2 separate regions of the Mus musculus genome follow, and region 1 is linked to region 2. The links are chromatin contacts, called in public Hi-C maps. All regions are on one chromosome and are shown on one strand. The core of a region is the stretch at or near the end of the contact, and the rest is flanking DNA. Distances in the headings are between cores, read along the strand shown. Region 1 holds the start of Ugt3a1 (UDP glycosyltransferases 3 family, polypeptide A1). Region 2 overlaps Skp2 (S-phase kinase-associated protein 2).

What was found. A called contact is a pair of places that touch in the nucleus more often than the background predicts.
Region 1: a Hi-C map of liver shows a contact between it and region 2, with 2.8 times the contacts expected there. The contact joins the promoter of Ugt3a1 here to the enhancer-like site in region 2. A contact is called at or near these places in 5 of 39 promoter capture datasets (the HPC-7 cell line, HPC-7-derived erythroid cells, liver and 1 more), 3 of 484 Hi-C or Micro-C datasets (the G1E-ER4 cell line, liver and myocytes) and 3 of 9 other capture datasets (adipose tissue, liver and pancreatic islet).

What each region holds. Positions count from the first base shown.
Region 1 is chr15:9,277,046-9,282,548 of GRCm38.p6, reverse strand. Ugt3a1 (UDP glycosyltransferases 3 family, polypeptide A1) reads right to left here and starts at 2,720. Exons shown (of 7, transcript NM_207216.2): 1 at 2,502-2,720. The coding sequence starts at 2,595.
Region 2 is chr15:9,110,721-9,116,126 of GRCm38.p6, reverse strand. It overlaps Skp2 (S-phase kinase-associated protein 2), which reads left to right. Exons shown (of 10, transcript NM_013787.3): 10 at 2,260-4,145. The coding sequence ends at 2,473. Among named protein-coding and RNA genes, the nearest start is that of Skp2, 27 kb to the left of the region's middle. Within about 2 kb of position 1,851, at least 4 of the 459 cell types and tissues checked have an H3K27ac peak or open chromatin away from gene starts, as enhancers often do. A contact at or near this core is called in liver, where this site is marked.

The sequences.
Region 1 (5,503 bases), core at 1,471-3,970, 170 kb before region 2:
ACTGAACGTATCTGCTGAGTGGATAACTCCTTCCATTCCCATTTGTGTTGTCTGAACACAGCACATACAGGAGCTACCACACCCAAGGAGTTCTGCTCCTGCTCTCAAGAGACTGAGAAGAAGGAGGGCCCAGTGAGGGGACCATTATAATGGATGCTCATGAGCAAGGTTTCTTCCAGAGAAATACAGAGAACTTCAAACTGCACAAGCTAAGCCAGTGGGACAGAAAAAAATCACCCTAATGTATCAAGATCTGGGGTCCATACAATCATTACTTCTTCTGTACATGTACGCATGCACACACACACACACACACACACACACACAAGAAAATAAAACCAAAGTTAACAAAGAGATGCCTAGAGTAGGAGAAATAGTCTTCCCTAGGGATGAGCATACCAACTGTTGATCCAATACAAAATGGTTATCCCTAAAAACGTTATACAACCTGAGCAGGTTATATTTAGTAATATATGTTTATATATGTGCACTTGTGTGCATGTGGCAACAATTAGAAAAAAAGTGGCCCTAGTATTGAAAGAGAACAAGGAGATGTTTGCAAGTGTTTGGAGAGAGGAAGGGAAAAGGGAAATGGTGTAATTATGTTATGATCAAAAAAAAAAAAGTATTTTTAAAAGCAGATGGAATGTAGCATCAGAATTTTTAACACTAGTATGCAAGCCCGTACTCTAAAACTAAAGAATCTTTATGCAACATTGGAAAGGTGAGTTGTATTCCTGCAAGAGGCAGCCCATGTGACCCTTGTATGCCTCTAACAGGAACAAAGAAGGCTCAAGTCCATGGCTGTAGTCTGTGTTCCTCTCCACTGCTGAGGTCTGCTGGCTCCATCCTTATAAGTGCTCTGAGGGTGGCGCCCTGTCATTTGAGAGCAGCTGAGAACAAACATCCCTTTATACAGGTACACTTTTAACTTTTGCATTCTATTATCCTAGACAAGCAAAAAGTAAGTAACACATGTGCCATAAAATACAAAATTATAACACATATTCATCTTCAAAATTGTTGAGAATGTGGGTAAAGCACACCTAGGCCCATAGAACCCTCCTAAGGATGCCTACTCATCCTCTCAGTTGTAACTTGGTAGAAAATATTCCTAATAATCACCCTTAGAAATGTAGGATAAGTCTCTGAATATTCTGCCCCCTACCACTGAGAATGTTTTAAAATGCTAGGGCTTAAGACTCAGGAAAATCTTTGACCCCAGTCCTTATAATGACTACTTCTGCGGCACTTAAAATAAAACTTCTGTTTTCCATAAAGTAATCTGAAGTAAATCTAACTGAGGTAGCTAGAAATAGTGAAGAGGGGCAAGTGGAGGCTAACTTACCATTCATTGTTAAACCCAAAATGTCAATAGCTTTGCCATAAAACGACAGATAATTTGGCTTTTGGGTAATTTCTATTATAAGTGAGTTCTGATCACAGGTTAGAAGTTAAGTGTTTACGATCCTTTGCAGAAGTTTGAAGGTTAATTCTGCTAGAATTCTTTCCTAGCACAATGGGATAAAACTTTCTTCACCTCTGCCACGCTATTATATCTGTGTCCTTTCTTGCCCTAATTCTTGGGTTACATCCTATTCAACTATAAATCCAAACAAATTGACTATTTGAAAAGAAAATTGTTTTCACAAAGCCTATATACAGGCTTCTTGTGACCTATTACCTGTTGGCACTAATATGTATTTCTCCTACCTGACCCAGTCTTTTTGTTGTTGTTGTTTTTGGTGTTTGTTTGTTTGTTTGTTTGTTTTGTTTTCGTTTTTTTGAGACAGGGTTTCTCTGTATAGCCCTGGCTGTCCTGGAACTCACTTTGTAGACCAGGCTAGCCTTGAACTCAGAAATCTGCCTGCCTCTGCCTCCTGAGTGCTGAGATTAGAGGCATTCGCCACCACACCCAGATCTGGCTCAGTCTTTTATCAGTGATCCATGTACATGAAGTTGCTGTTATCATGAGCCCCAAACCAAACCATGGAACCAGGACATTTGTGATGTTAAGAGTAACATATCAGGTCCTGGAAATAAGATGATGTCCTGGTGACATGCAAACTTTGAGGCCTGGGTACTTATATAGAAGAACATCTTTCAAAACCAAAAATGTTTATGAATGTTAGCTTCCCCAGAAAAATCAAGAAATGTTCACTGCTCCCTTTGTGGGATAAATAGGCTGAACACTGCATGATCTGCCTCCCACCCACTCACAACTAAAACCCCAGTAGAGAAGCCTTTCTTACAAACCCCCCTCTGCATTCCTCCTGCTGTTTCCACATCACATTATATCACCATCTACTGCTGTTCTCTCCCTTGGGTAGAGTCCTCTCTGAGCACAACTTTGCACACACAGTCCATAGCCCCTCCCACAGGTGTGGTCTACACCTAGATAGAAAAATCTCATGTAAGGTCAATTATGTGTGATTTTTGTGAAACATGTTAACCCAGGTATCACAGTTTAAGAAGACTCTATATTCCCAGCAAGAACTTACTCAGTGTAGATATAGTCAGGATTTTTGCAGCCTCCAAGAGAAGAACCTCAAGGAGAAAGAAGCTCACAAGAAGCCAACTCCGATGTGCAGCCATCTATAGAACATGTGAAGCCCTGGCACAGGTTGCACACCTAGAAAGCTGTGCTCCACTAAGGGATCCTGTAAGGCTCTGTCACAAAGCACTGTCTGTTGCCGTGAAATGGGGTAAAGGGAGAAAATAGTTTATATTCTTTTTCCAAATGCCCTTTTGCCCTTGGCCTTGTCTCTGCTAATCTCTTTCCAGTGGATACTGTTTCACCCTCCTTAACTAGTGTTGAAAGAAAAAACAGGTGAAGAGTTAATTTTTAACTTGTCCTAAAATCACAATATTTTCCTTGTTAGCCTCAAAAAACTCTAAAGTGGGAATGTAGGGACCTTGGCAAACCCTGTCAATGACCGCATCCTAAAGTGGCATATACCATGGACATTTTACAAGCCTAGTCACAAGCTTACAAGATGCTACTTCCTCCATCACTCCTCTATCTGTATCCTAATGCCATGTCTGGAGCTCATTACCCTGGGTACAAGTTTTTAAATCTCCAGTGGTGCCAATCATGAACTAATCTTCAAGGAAAACACTCAAGATTATTGCTTGACATGTCTTACTATTCACAGATGCATGAAAATGTGCTAGTGGCCTATGTACCCAAAAGGCAGAAGAAAAAATTGTTAAACCTCCAATTCTGAATGAACTTCATGAAACAGAACAGAACTATTCCACAATCCTTCCAAGAACAAGTTCAGGACAGAGTCCAGATCCGTTTACTTGTAGATCAGCACGGGAGGAAGGAGCACACTGCCCCGAGCAGTCATCTTCACACTCCAGTGTAAAACCAAACTGCTTTAGCCAAGTTTCCCAGTGCAGTTTCCAGCTCCAAAGCAGGAAAAGAATCTGCCTCTGTATTTACCAAGCATGCAGAATACAGCCTTGAATTCTGCTCTACTCTGTAGCAGTGTGTCTTGTGTCTCTAAGACTTTGTCTATGCCTGAGTTTAAGCATGATACTCTGGTATAATTCACAGTCATAAAACTGAAGAGACAAAAAGAAGAAGAAATAGTGTGAGAAAGAGGACTGCAGTGTTCTTCCCCCAAAAACTCAGTCAAACTTTTGTTCTCATATTTCTCAAATGTATTAGGGTAATGGTTAACTTATTGTCAGCTACAGTAGACTAAGGGATACTCAGACAGCTGGTAAGGAAGGCATCACTTTTGGCCAGGTGTGAGGCTCCTTCCAGATGGAAGTAGTTTTGGTATCAGTGAAGAGAGTAAGGAAATTCCACCCTCACCCAAAGTGTCTGAGCACCATCATGTCCACTGAGGTTCTGGAAGCAAAAGTTCTCTCTCTCTCTCTCTCTCTCTCTCTCTCTCTCTCTCTCTCTCTCTCTCTCTCTCTCCCTCTCCCTTCCCCTCCCCCTCCCTCTTTCCCTCTCCCTCCCCCTCCCTCTTTCCCTCTCCCTCCCCCTCCCTCTTTCCCTCTCCCTCTCCCTCCCCCTCCCCCTCCCCCTCCCTCTCCCTCTTTCCCTCTCCCTTTTCTGGAGATCAGACACCTATCTTCTCCTAGTTTCAAACATCAGATCTCAGGACTGATGAAATTGTTCATTGCATGAAGAATTTGTGGACTTTAGTACAGATGCCTAGATTTAACATTTAAAAAAAATAAAAATAAAAATAAAATAAAACAAAACAACAACAACAAAAACAGGCAGTTATAATCCCAGCACTGGAAGGTCATAATGGGTGGATCTGGATCTTGTGGCCTTACTCACACCTCCCTGTCTAGCTTAATTGCCAAGTGATAGGTTTCATAAAAGACCCTATCTCAAAAGGCAGACTATGTAGTATAAAGAAAGACACCTAAAGTCAGTCTCTGGCTTCAACATATACGTTCAGAAATACATGTATGGAGTGTCAAGCTCATATATACACTTGAGAACACATATACCACACACATAGACCTCTCTCTCTCTCTCTCTCTCTCTCTCTCTCTCTCTGTGTGTGTGTGTGTGTGTGTGTGTGTGTGTGTGTGTCTCATACACACACACATTAATATGAGAGGGAGACTTACAAAGAGGAAGGAAGGTATATATAAAGGAGATACAAATGATGAAGGAATAAATATGGAAAAGTAAGTGTGAACAGAATGCATTATACATGTGGATGAAATTGTATATAAAAACTTTCAGGCACTGTACTTCTACCAACCTAAAGAAAATTGATTTTTTACAGAGATATGTGGGCACATGTCTGTATGTGTGTTTGTGTGTTTAAAACAATACAATAAAAGAATATCCAATTTATGGTCTCATTATGTAAATCTAGAAGATACAAACTAGCATAGTAACATTATTTACTGACTACCAATGAGCCTTAGTAAGTAAGATAGCTAACAGAAAACATGAAGAGCTAAGGAGGAGAAATGTTCTATAATGATAAATCTTCATTGTGTGTGGGGGGGGGGCAAATATAGATATCCATATATGTATAATTATGTACTTTAATTATGATGAGTTCATCAATAATACCCAAAAATACTTTCCAAAGTGAAGTGTGACCAAAGGGAAATAATAGACAGATCTGCTTGGCATTTTAAATGACTAAAAAGCCAAACTGGAAGCATTAGAAACACTATCTGGGTACAATGTTCTTCACATTGTTCCTTAGGAGACACAGGACACTTGGTACTCACTGGACTTAGTTTTCTGAATCCCAATCATGGAAGAAGTATTCAAATCCACACAGTCATTCCCCCTGAGTGAGAAGACTAAATTCAGATTTTAGGAAGGACAAGACAGCTGACAGGAATTTGCAGGCTAAACCAGCAAGTTCAGACAGGTTGCTAGGACTCAAGATGTATCACAGTCTAGAATTTGCCTCAGTTACTATTGCGCAACACATAGTAGGAATATTGGATAGTCAGCAATAACTCTGTTATCTCCTGGACTCCTCCTTTCAGAGATTTTTTT
Region 2 (5,406 bases), core at 602-3,101:
GTAAAATTGGGAAGTCTGGTAATTATGTGACTAAACCAATCATTTTAACTAGTCTCATGTGTGTTGGCTAGCTAGTGTCCTGTTTAGAAAAACACTACCTAAAAAGGATGCAAATGTTGCAGCTCAAATTCACATGCATGGAACTCTGATACAAATCCCCAAATGCAGAATTCTAGCATCCACAACTCCTAGGATCTTCTAGTGTCTTTGAGGTGAGGAACACATCAGAAGTTCTTAATAGAAATACCAGTGTGTCTCAAGGACACTGTCCACACAGCAGCCGGAAACACACTGAAAAATAGCTCATGTCCTATCTCAGAGATGGGAAGGGGCAAGGCCTGACTTAGTGTCTTTTTATTGTTTTTGAGATCAAGTCTCACCATTCATTCCCTAAGCTGGCCTATGATCCAGCCTCAGCCTCTTGTATGATGACTGCCTTTTCATTAAACTTGAACTAAGAGCCCTAAAAGATGCTATCTTAACTATTTTACACAGATTAAAGAGCATCCTGTAAACGTATCCTGTTCCTCTCATGCTGAAAAGTCAGACGCCCCTGACTGGTTTTCCGGCATTGTAGCCAATGCACACAAGAGGCAGTGATGGGTTTTTGTGGTGGGGTCTCATCCTGCCTCCTGCATGGATGGCCAGGAGGCGCCTCCCAGAGCTGCTGCACGAAGCTCCCTCTGCCATCTGCCAACACTCGCTTTTCCTTACTCCCACCGAGCTTCTTCTTTTAAATATTATCCACCATAGATGACAAAGAGCTTGGCTGCCTGGATATCCCAGAACCTGAATTCTCCCAAGTGTCCCCATTCTCAGATGTCACATAGGAGTTGTACTAGGGACTGCTCTCCTCTTTAGTGGTGATGGGTGTAACCTCGTCTACAGTGCATGGCAGTTCTTTGTTTGTTTCTACATTCCAGAAGTTCAAAGATGGAATGTGTTCCTCTTCTGTTTTGATCTCTTGTGACCTCCTGAACTCGATGCCCCTTATAAGCCAACACATTTCATTTCTACGTCCTGCTTCTATTTACCAACTTACTCTGCATCTTGTACCCCACCACATGCAGTAGACAGTGTGGTGCTTACCTCTACCATTCATACACTAGAGGGGTAATGGGATGACCATGGAGCCTCGGCACAGATGGGCCTCAGATCTAACAAACCATCTGCTTTCAGCCATTCAGGGGGCATCAGTGCAGACAGGTGAGTAGCATGGACACTGTATAGAATATGCTGGAAGGCTGAGCCATTGGCAGCCAAGTGACAATACAAACCGGCTTTATTTGACTACATATTGACTGTGACAACATAAAGGTCACTGCTGTGCTCACTGATCCCCTGGGGGGGTGGGGATGGGGGTTGCTGAATTTCCAAAATAAACATTCCCTGTCCTTCGACTTTGCACTATGTCCCAACCTAGAACAAACACAGACCAGGGAGATGAAGCTGGGCATACAGACCTGTTTAAAAAGAATCGGCACCAAAACCCAGAAAGTGTTTTCTTTAGATAATCAGGGTCACGTTTGTGTGACCCTCAGATCTCACCGATAACAAAACTGTATATCGGGTAACATGAAATGTATACAAAAAAGGCCTGTCTACCAGTAATAGGGGAAAAATATGGAAAGAAAAGGTCATTGTCTGCTGTAAGTTGGTATCCCAGATTTTTATATGTAGCCTGTGTAATCCCATGTAGAGAACACCTTAAGGAAGTCACTGGTGGGTTTCGGTGAAGCAAGGCCTCGGTGAACCATTGTTAAGCCGCCATCAGGTCTGTGGGTGGCCTCTGTTGAGAGTGCATAGTTCAAAGAAAGATCATGGCCAGATACCTAACTTCCATGTGTTACATCACAGTGAAATGTTGACCATGTCTGGCTTGCTAGCTCCCGTATCACAGCAGACCTTCCAGAGAGCTATGTGGACTAAGAAAGGTGGCAAATTCCAGCTCAATTTAAAAAATTAAATAAATAAAAATGAAATAAAAAATTAAAACTACATAGTTCCACGGGAGCCGCCCTGAATGAAACGCACAGGCTTGGTTCTGGACCCAAAGGTCGGGTCAGGTCTGGACCCTCACGGCGGGTCAGGCTGCTTTATATCCCCGCTTTTTTTCCCCCTGGATTATTTCCATAAATCACTTCTTACAGATGATGTCAGTAGGCTGCATTTTGTAGACCAATATAAGTGATAGACAATGGGCTGTAATAACTAGTCTGACAACTGCCATACCTCCTGGAATTTGCTCTTCCTTTGCAGTGAACTTGGAGAAATTCCTACACTAAAAACGCTACAAGTTTTTGGAATCGTGCCAGAGGGAACCCTTCAGCTACTGAGGGAAGCTCTTCCTCGGCTGCAGATTAACTGCGCCTATTTCACCACCATTGCAAGGCCAACTATGGACAGCAAGAAGAACCTGGAGATTTGGGGTATCAAGTGCCGACTGACTCTGCAAAAGCCCAGTTGTCTATGAAGTGCTTACCGCAGGGCGGTGTTTCCTCTGGAACGAGGAAAGCAGGCAGCAAGTCCGCATGCTGGAGACCTTGGTTACTCTTCCTATTGGCTTTGCCTTAGCCTTCACTTTATATGTATGTTAGGGAACCATTTGCGAGGGGGACAGCCACGAAGTGTTACTTTTTCAAAACTATAGAGCCGATTCTGTCAGTGCTGTGCCCTAAGGGCCTAAGCGGCAGGTCTTTGGAGATTTTAGGAGAGCCTATGATTTCAGCATGCTTTTTTAAAAGCGACATTTGAGCCAACTCTTCCAAGTGCCCTTCTAATTAAGTCTATTTAGACCCAAGTTTTAAAAATTACCCGTGGCTAACAATCTTCATGGTGTTTGTCATAACTTTCTATCTATTTAATTATTCAGTATTTTATAAAACTTGACTTTGAAGAATAAGCTATATGTACGGTGAGCTGGGCGGAAAGCAGCAGAGGCTGGTAGCATTTGAGGTGGTCTTTTCTGGGATTAACACATTTCAACTCTGTGCAGGCATGAGGTTAGTTTCACAGCAGCACAGGAGTGCATGATGTACCTAAAACTCTAAATGAGAAAACAAAAACACAGAGACACAGCCGGAAGCAGGACAGGATTGGTGCAGGATTGAAAACCTCAAAGGCTGTTCTCTAAAAGCAGGTTAATATGAAGAAGTATCCTTTAATGTTTTTAGGAATTCTACCATGTTTCCAGAATCTTAAATTAGGTGAGAAAATCTACTTGTGTGCTTTTTAAACTTTATAATCAATGTATGTTACAATATATGTGGGTTGTTTAGCTTTTTAAACTTACTTGCTTTGTTTTAGGAATGTGATATTATTCTAGTCAGCCTTCTGAAAAGTCGGATAGAATTCCGAGCTGATCGGGTGTGCTGATCGTTCCTTTAGTACTGCGGTTATTTTTTACATTACTCTGAAATCAAGAACTTGAAATTCTTTTAAGTGGTCTTAAACAGTAATCGCTTGAAACTGCCCGTTAGGTTACTGGACCTAAAATTGTTAGGTTGAACTGATTTCTGTCCATCGGCAATCTACACGGGAAGCGTGCGCATGTGCAGCTTCCGACCCGGGAAGCGTGCGCATGTGCAGCTTCAGAGCAGGTGCCGCGGCTTGCACTTCACCTAAGTGTTTAAGAATCACGGGGCATTAAACCTTTTGATAACATATGGTTTTTTTAGCACTTGATACACAGAAGCAAAGGGATCAAATTGTGTTTCTTAAAAAATGAAAAGAAAAAAAAGAATTAAGGCAGTTACCTCTGTAGAGTATTTCCGTGCTACAATCCATTTCTATTAACTTCATCAAAAACTTTTAGTTAACAACATGAAGTGCCTTCATCTGCTCAGACCTAAAGAACATTTTAAGTGTCACACAAGAATGGTCATGCTTCAATCCCCTAGTAGTTAAAAGAGTGCTAACTACTACTTGAAACTATTGTTTACACATTAGTGATGGGCTGATGGCGGGCTCTGGCCTCCAGATGCCCTCAGACATACAGTACCTGTTCTTCCTTACGCAAGTCCAGCTGTGAGCTATTTTTGCCAACATGTCGCGGTAATACATGTCGCAGTAATCTGTATTTTTGTATGTGATTTCTACTTTTATAGACTGATTTTAAAATAAATACATTTTTATAAGAACAAGTACTTGAGCTGCTTTTTATATCCTTTTCTGCAGTCCTTCAATTTAGAAAGCATCCATTTGGGTTGCCATTTAGGTCAGATAAAGATTTCAGCCACCTGTCCTGTTGTGAGTAATCAAAGTGAGGTCGCAGTGCACCTGTTGGCCTCCATGTGCTGTCAATGACACTTAGGAGATATTTTTATTCCACTGTCGCAGCCTGTGTTGCTTTAGACAGTGTGAATAGCTCATGCCTGAGCTTCCAATAGCTGAGTCCGTTTGAACCTTTCATTCCCAGGTCTACTGATGGCTTTTTAACAATACCATTATGGTCCTGATTTTGTTTTTAGTGATGGGAAATGTAAAGTACACCCACTGAGCCTCCTCATGCGTTCCAGCATCCGGGCAGGACTCATTGCTCTGCTTTCATCCATTCCCTCATACAAACATAAGTTTAAGACAAAACTCAAGTGATAGAGTTTTGGCATTAATTGTCAGCACTAAATATCAGAGTGGCATTGAAGCGCCGTCTCCCGAGTGTTTCCTTCTGTTTCTGAAATAAGACCGCAGTGGCTTTAAGATGTCTGTGTAGCCCCCAGCTGGCTTTGAACTTGGGATCCGCAGTCTCTGCCTGCCAGGTGCTTGCTGGGATCACAGGTTTGTAGCACCATTCCCAGTGTGTGTGTGTCTGTCTGTCTATCTACCTGCAGAGGCCAGAAAATGGGGGTCCTCTTTAGCTCCTTACCTAATAAATATGATTTAAAATGCCTTAAAGTCCACCTTCCTTAAAGTACAAAATAGCCTCCTTGTTGACTTATGCACTCCAATCCCTCATAGAGTAAAATCACTGCATTTGAGACTATAATTGGGAAGTCCTTTTGGAGACTTCCTCTTTTGAAATAGGCTCTTACCGTAGAGCCCAAGCAGGCTTTAGCTCTCAGGTTTACCCTTACCCTCCAGATGGTTAGGATTACAGTTTGTAGGTGTACTGAGTCCTCTTACTTCATTGCATTAGTTGTTATCCCTGGGAGGTTTTTAATGCTCTTAAGTACAGGGATATAGAATAACGCAGTGGCAGGTGCCTCTCTTGATTTAAATTCTAAATTTATATTTTTTCCTATCTTAGCAGTTAAATGTCCTCCAAATACTTTTCATCATTCCGTTTGTGTCTGAAGACTGTATGCACACACGTGGGGGTGCCTCGGGGGCCAGCAAGTGTCTTGCTGCATCATTCTTAGCTTTTAAGACCATCTGTCCCTGAACCTGCACCTAGACTAGCAGCCTATG